2 separate regions of the Mus musculus genome follow, and region 2 is linked to region 1. The links are chromatin contacts, called in public promoter capture Hi-C maps. All regions are on one chromosome and are shown on one strand. Each heading gives the region's core, a stretch centred on a gene start, on an enhancer-like site or on the middle of the called end of the contact. The rest is flanking DNA. Distances are from core to core; before and after follow the strand shown.

Region 1 (3,105 bases), core at 147-2,646:
CAGGGTTCAGAGTACTGTCTATCAAGAACTAGAGAATTCCTGTTCTAGACCCCATTTTTAAGCCAGGTCCTGAGGTTCCATACAATAGAGAGGTAGTCCTTCTCCAGTGACCCCCACCTTTGTGCTACCCACTGACGGAGGCTGGCCTGGATCTAGACTGCTAGGAAGTTGGGACAGGCCAGCCATGTCTGTAGGGTCATCTCCAGGCCTGGGCAGATGAAGACAAATTATAGTCTCTGCTGCAAGGCTCTGGGGATTTTAGTGATGGATGCTCAGCCACCTGCTCCGTGATGGCCTCCTAACTGCCAGCACCTTCAGCATCAAGGTCTTTGGGATGCCAGGCACCCAGTCAGCCCTTTGCAGAATCCTGTTCTCCCCTCTGCACCCCAGCATGCAGAGCTTGGGGAAGCTCAAGAAAGGTCCCTTCCTGTCCTCCCAGCCCCAAGGAGACTGTGGGCTCAGCTACACAGTTTCAGTCCCTCTCCCTCTCCCACTCCCTCCTCCCTCCTCTCCCTCTCCCACTCCCCCCCCCCCACATCTGTACCTGTTATACCCCATCCCTTTTGGCATTGTTACTGCCCTGCCTTGAATCCAAACACAGCTGCCACAGCAGAGGTGGCTCTGGGCGTGGCCGCCCACTGTGAGCAAGCCTTGGGTGCTTGCCAAGGGCCCTACACAGGGGCACTGATTGGCTTGGGGGGGCAGGTCTAGGGTGCCTGGTCCCCGTCTCTGTTCTAAGGGGTGGCATGCTATTTCCTGCTCACTCACCAGGCCCCTCTGCTAAGGGGACACGTGACCACAGGTACTGGTGTCTCAGAGAAACTTCTTATCTCATTACTATTTAGATATCTACATTTGGAGTCCTAAAGGACAGCAGGGTGGTGGCATAGTCCCAACCTTCAGACGAGAAAAAAACCAAGAGTCCAGGGACAAAAATGACTTGTCCACATTGCCACCGACAATTTGGCAAGGCTGAAATCCCTCGTTTTTCCACCGGCCTCCTAAGCTCTCCCCTTTTCCCCACCCCAGCCTTGATTCTCCCTTATCCAGTTCCTAGATAAAGACTGCTTACAGGTAGTGGGTGGGAAGGAGGGGTGTGTATCTCCGCAGCCATCTTGGACCAGACACCCCGCTTCTGCTGGGTTCCTGGGAAGGCAGGAAGCTCTCGCCCTCGCGCAGCCCAGACCATGGAGAAACCCACTCTAGGAGCCAATGAAGTCTCTGATCTCCCCTTTCCAGACCTCCCACCTGTACTCCATGCAGTCAGGACTCCAGAAGCCAGCTCAAGGCATACGGGAAATCTACTTACTGGCCTCAGGGCTGAGGAGAGAACCCATCAGCCTGAGCTCCTCCTGGGGCACAAGTCCCTGGGTCTGAAGATGTCTGTGAAGGCCAGTGGTCAGGGTTACAAGACTCCGGAAGGTTCCCCTTTTATAGGCTGGAGCTCACGTTACAGAGTTGTTGATTAATTAGATGCTGTCACGCATGACGATATCCGGGACTTTCCCCATGACCTCTCGTGGCTCACAGTGGACTGCTGCTGCAGCAGGCTGGTCTGAGATAAGAAGGGAAGCAGGGGCTGTAACTGTGGCTGCAGCAGACGGTTTTCTGTTTGACTTCTAAGCAGCCCTTGTCTGTGAATTATAATCGCATGTTAGTAAACACCCGTGCCGCCGCCACGCCCTCCCCCACTCTCCCCAACAAAGACTTTGGTGGTCCTGGTCTGGGATGAGATCTGGGCATTGGGAGTTTCAAGAGCATGCAGGAACTTTGATTAGCAGCCGGCATGGTGTCCAACCCCACATAGAGAAGGTGCGCAGCGCTGCTGAAGGTTAACTGATTGAGCTAAATCCTAGGACCTGTGAAGGTGAGGCCGCCCAGTGGCAAGGTTGGTTTGGGGGCTTACAACCCCACCCCCACCCCACCCCCCCTCCCCGCCAGATTAGGTCTTTCTTGAGATTCCAGATCAAAGCCACAATTCTGTGACTTCTGTGGCCCCTTTAAGAAAGGAACGGGGAGGGGGGGGGGCTGGCGAGATGGCTCAGTGGTTAAGAGCGCCGACTGCTCTTCCGAAGGTCCGGAGTTCAAATCCCAGCAACCACATGGTGCCTCACAACCATCTGTAACGAAATCTGATGCCCTCTTCTGGAGTGTCTGAAGACAGCTACAGTGTACTTACATATAATAAATAAATCTTTAAAAAAAAAAAAAGAAAGAAAGGAACAGGAGCACCTGGAAATGACAGTGAGCTAGACAGGACGGGGGGGGCGGGGGGGGGGCGGGGGCGGTTCGACTGAGGAGGGAAATAGAGGGCTGGAGACCCAGGTTGTGTCTGCTGTATTACCTTATGCAGATCCCTTCCTCTTCTTGAGGTCTGATGTTCTGGTTTGGGGACCTTTTCCAGCCAGCATGTGGTGCCTAAGTGAGAAGAAGTGGCCAGGGGAAGGTGAGTGTTATCAGTGTAGCCCTGGTTACCTTAGACATTGCTGTAACCCCTGGACTTTCTTTTTCCGGCCACACCCTTGCTGAGCGCCCTTTGTCACTGCACTAGATGTATAACTTCTGCCAAGACCACAGGTAGCTGCTCTAGAGCCAGTGCCAGTCACCTGGGCCGGAGTCCTGTGGCTTCTAAAGGTTGCAGTTCCCCCGATGCCCCGGCTGGCTCAGTCTAAGAGGTTCAGGCTCCTGGCACCTCCTGGCAGGCACACCAGTCTCTGGACACTTGTGGATGCTCCTCCCTTGCTGGGTTGCTCAGGGCTGGAGCCAAGAGATCCTTGTTGATTAGCCACATCCCCCTAACAGAGGTGTGTGGTGCCCAATCAGGGTGCCTGCTCTGCAGTTTTAGCCTTTCTAGAAAATGACTGGGCTAGCTGCAGACCAGCAGGCAGGTGGTATGGTCCCCAGACAGGACCTGTAGCCTGCTCGGGCTAGCAGCCAGCAAGGCAAAGGCAAGGCCAAAGACACCCACATCCAAGTGAATTTAGCTACCCCACTGACTGGATTCAGGATGTGCCGTTCTAAACAGGCTCCCTACATTTGGGGGGTTGCAGAAACAGGAAGGCCCCCCACCTTTCTCCCATGAAGCCAGCCCCAAGCTCCTCAAGC
Region 2 (3,499 bases), core at 514-3,013, 1.0 Mb after region 1:
TCAAAGGAGGGCCACTCTCATCTCCTAGGAATATTTCCATTCCCACTAAGATGTTTACATGGCCAACGTTTGGGGTCCAAATGTCAAGAATGTTGAAAGACTGGTACACTGTGTCAAGGCTAAGTCTGGTATATTGTCATGTGTAGTCAATGCTCATTGCCGTATTTGTTCACAAACTCGGCTCCGCCTTTCCTTGCTAATCTTCATTCTGTGGTGGAATGGGGGTGTCCATCAGCATAGTAAAAAACATGACTGGTCTTTTCATATTACTCCAAATGTGCAAGAGTCAAGGGACAAATATTGGAACTCTGGTCAGATTCGTAATTGTCTTGAATGAGTTGAAATGAGATTAATGTTTATTTTTAAACTCATAAATTTAAAGAAGGATGCTATTGATTTGAAAACCCTCTTTAGCTTGAATATAAATAACACAGCTGTGCAAGCTAGCTTTTTGTTGTTGTTGTTGTTAGGTGGACACAAGCTAGAATCATCTGAAAAGAGGGAACCTCAGTTGAGAAAATACCTGGATCAAATTGCAATGTAGGCACCCTGTGGGGCATTTTCTTAATGGTTGATGTGGAAGGGCAAGACCTAATGTGGGTGGTGCCACCCCAGGCAGGTGGTCCTGAGTTATCTAAATAGCAGGCTAAGCAGGCCATGGAGAGCACACCAACAAGTAACTTTCGCTCCTGGCTTTTGCTTCCATTCCTGCCTCTAGGTTTTTGTCTTGAGTTCCTGCCTGATCATGGACTTGTAGCCTGTAAGCCAAATAAGCCTTTTCCTCTCCAAGTCGTTTTTGGCCAGTGGTTTAACCCAGGAAGAGAGAAAGCAAATTAAGACTCTGACCATAAAATTTATTATCTCATAGGAGAATGCTTTTGAGATTGAAAGGGGGATTTCTATTAATTTTACCGTAAGAAAATCAGGTATATCAGTCACTTGAATTTTAGAAGATGAAATAAGGACAATATTTTTAATTTTTCTAAGCATGTTTGAGTTTTTTGGCTTTTGGCCTTAGGGTTAAGGTTCAATCAATATTTTCTCCCCTTCATCTGATTAATAAAAGATAAGCATTTGGTAATAAGTTACTCTTTAGAAGATAAAAGTGGGTGTGGTGGTGCATACCTGTACTCTCAGCCTTTAGGAGGCAGTGGCAGGAACATGAATAACACGAAGGGCAGCTAGTGAGTGGGTGACCAACCTGGATTACCCTGTTCAAAAAAAAAAAAAAACAACCCAAAACGAAACAGAACAAGCAAAAAAAAAACCAGACAAATGAGGTGTAAAAAAACCTGAAAAATGTTTTTGTTTGTCCATTTAAGTTTCCCCTCATCAGGTAGAAATGTTAACGTTACAATAAAGTTAAAAACGATCAGAGGCAGGGAGCCCCTGTCTCAGTGGAAATAAATAAGTAATAAAATAAAAAAAAATGTATCTCCGAAAGTCCTGATTGGTCTTCTTCCCTATAGAAAAATAGAATTTTGAGGAGGAAGTGTTAAGGTCCGTTATCTTTTGGGTAGACTAGGTCTGGAAGGAAGTTCAAAAGACTACAGTTTGTTGGTGGCCACGCCCACTGAGTGATGGATCAGCTACACCTGCACTTCCGACCTCCAGCGTTTTTCTAGAATCGCTTGTTCTCTGGGCAGAAGCCTCAGGGCATGTGAAGGTGGAAAAACTCCCACTCCTGGGTGACGTCACATAAGAGGGTGTGACCTTTTGGGAGGTGCGGCTTCCTAGGGGCGGAGCCAGGGAGGGAGGGGGCAGGGCGGCGGTCGGGGAGTGGGGCGCGCATGCGCGGTGAGGGGGCGGAACCGGGGCGGGGTTGTGCGCTGTGTTCTGAGAGAAGGCGGTGGCAGGATTCGGGCTGCGCGGGGACGGCGGGTTCGGGTCTGGGGTGGACGCCACCGGCCGGAGTGAGGCGGCCAGGAAACAAATCCCGGCCGGTCTTCAGGACCGGACAGCAACCAGCGGGGCCGAGGCCGGGGTGTGCGGCCTGGAGGACAGAGGCCAAGGCTGAGCAAGTGTCCGGGCCGGGGCGCGCCAGGTAGGTGGGCCGAGCTGGGCCGTGCCAGGTCCGGTGTGCCGGGCTTAGCGGAGTGGGCTGGGCGGCTGGGAGCTGGAGACACTGGGAACCCGGCCCGGTGGCGCCCGCGGTTGTCATGGCAGTGGTACAGCCTAGCGGTTCGCTGGCCGCGTCTTTGGAGCGCGATCCTAGACTTGCGGTCCCCTTGCCGCGGGCTTCTCGGGGAGCCGTGCGATGCTATACAACGCGCCCGCCGGCTGCATCTCTGCTGTATCCCATAGGCATCCGACGCTGAAGGCCTCGCGGTATCTCGGGTGTCAACACACCGGGTAAAAATAAACATACATGTTGGTGGGAGACACGGACTCTACGTCCTCGCAACTCTTTGAGCATTTTCTGTTCGCGCATCGGCCAGGACAGGATCTCCCTCACCTTTGCTTTATGTATTTTATATTCTTCTGGCTTTCCTAATAAGCTAATTGAGGCCTGAGAGGTTTGCAGGGATCCGTGGTCGTCTTTTGCAAAGCCAGTCATGAATGTGTAGGCCACGGAAACACTCAAAATGTCAGACACAAATATATATCTTTGTGGGCGAAGGGAAGGAGTGTTGATGGGCCTTGGTTTCTCTTGCCCCTTCTCTCCTGCCCTCTGACATTACATAATGGTGGGTTCCTCCTGCCTGGATTTGACAGCTCATGAAAATGTCTCTCTGGGTAAGAAGGAAGTAAGTATTGGCCGTTGTAAATCTTTGCCTCTTAATGTGTTTGATGTTGAGAGATTGCCTAAGAGTAGAATGTGATTTGTCACCTGCCAGTTAGGGCCTCTGGGCCAAGGGGATGGGGGTGGGGTGGTACGGAAGTTGGGGTGTTGCAGTAATATTCTGCTTCGTTCACTCCTGTTCCCCGGGTGGGTTGTGTGGACAATGGGGACATCACAGGGCTGGGACATCACACAGCTGGTTGATCTGGGTGTGAATCCTGAAGGTTTTGTCACTTGCTAACTCAGGTTCTCAAGACCCTCATCAGTAAGAGGTGTAAACAGAACCTCATTAGCTGCGTTTGTTTTGAAATCTAATTGCCAGTGTCAGGCAGTGAACAGCTATAGGTTGTCCTACTTAGCCTGGTTGTTGGGTGAAGACGGAATTTTTCTTTGGATCTGGACTAGGGCCCTTGTTTGAGGACTGCTTTGACAAAAGGTTTCTCTTCGAAAATTCAGTTCTTTCATTCGAGGAGGTCTGTGTATTGGTCTGTACCTGTGGTGGTATCAGGAGATTGAAATGCTGTTTCCTGGGTGGCACTACATGTGAACACCGTTGCCTGGAGGTGTGTTCCCTGTGTCTTGTCAACATGATGTAGAAGAGTCAAAGTCACTAGGATGGTCGTCTTTAAAGACTGGGCTTACCGGAGTGGATGTTGGGTAAATACAGAGAAACCAGAGGACTGTGTTCCTACAGTGAGAACATTTGTCATCCTTCCT

Evidence for each region. Promoter capture Hi-C pulls out the DNA fragments that hold promoters and counts their contacts.
Region 2: a contact with region 1 is called in a promoter capture Hi-C map of liver, with 2.2 times the contacts expected there. The contact joins the promoter of Inpp4a here to the promoter of Neurl3 in region 1. A contact is called at or near these places in 1 of 39 promoter capture datasets (liver) and 1 of 9 other capture datasets (liver).

Annotation. Positions count from the first base shown.
Region 1 is chr1:36,272,029-36,275,133 of GRCm38.p6, forward strand. It overlaps Neurl3 (neuralized E3 ubiquitin protein ligase 3), which reads right to left and starts at 1,397. Exons shown (of 4, transcript NM_153408.2): 1 at 1,310-1,397. The coding sequence starts at 1,337.
Region 2 is chr1:37,298,075-37,301,573 of GRCm38.p6, forward strand. Inpp4a (inositol polyphosphate-4-phosphatase, type I) reads left to right here and starts at 1,764. Exons shown (of 26, transcript NM_030266.4): 1 at 1,764-2,044.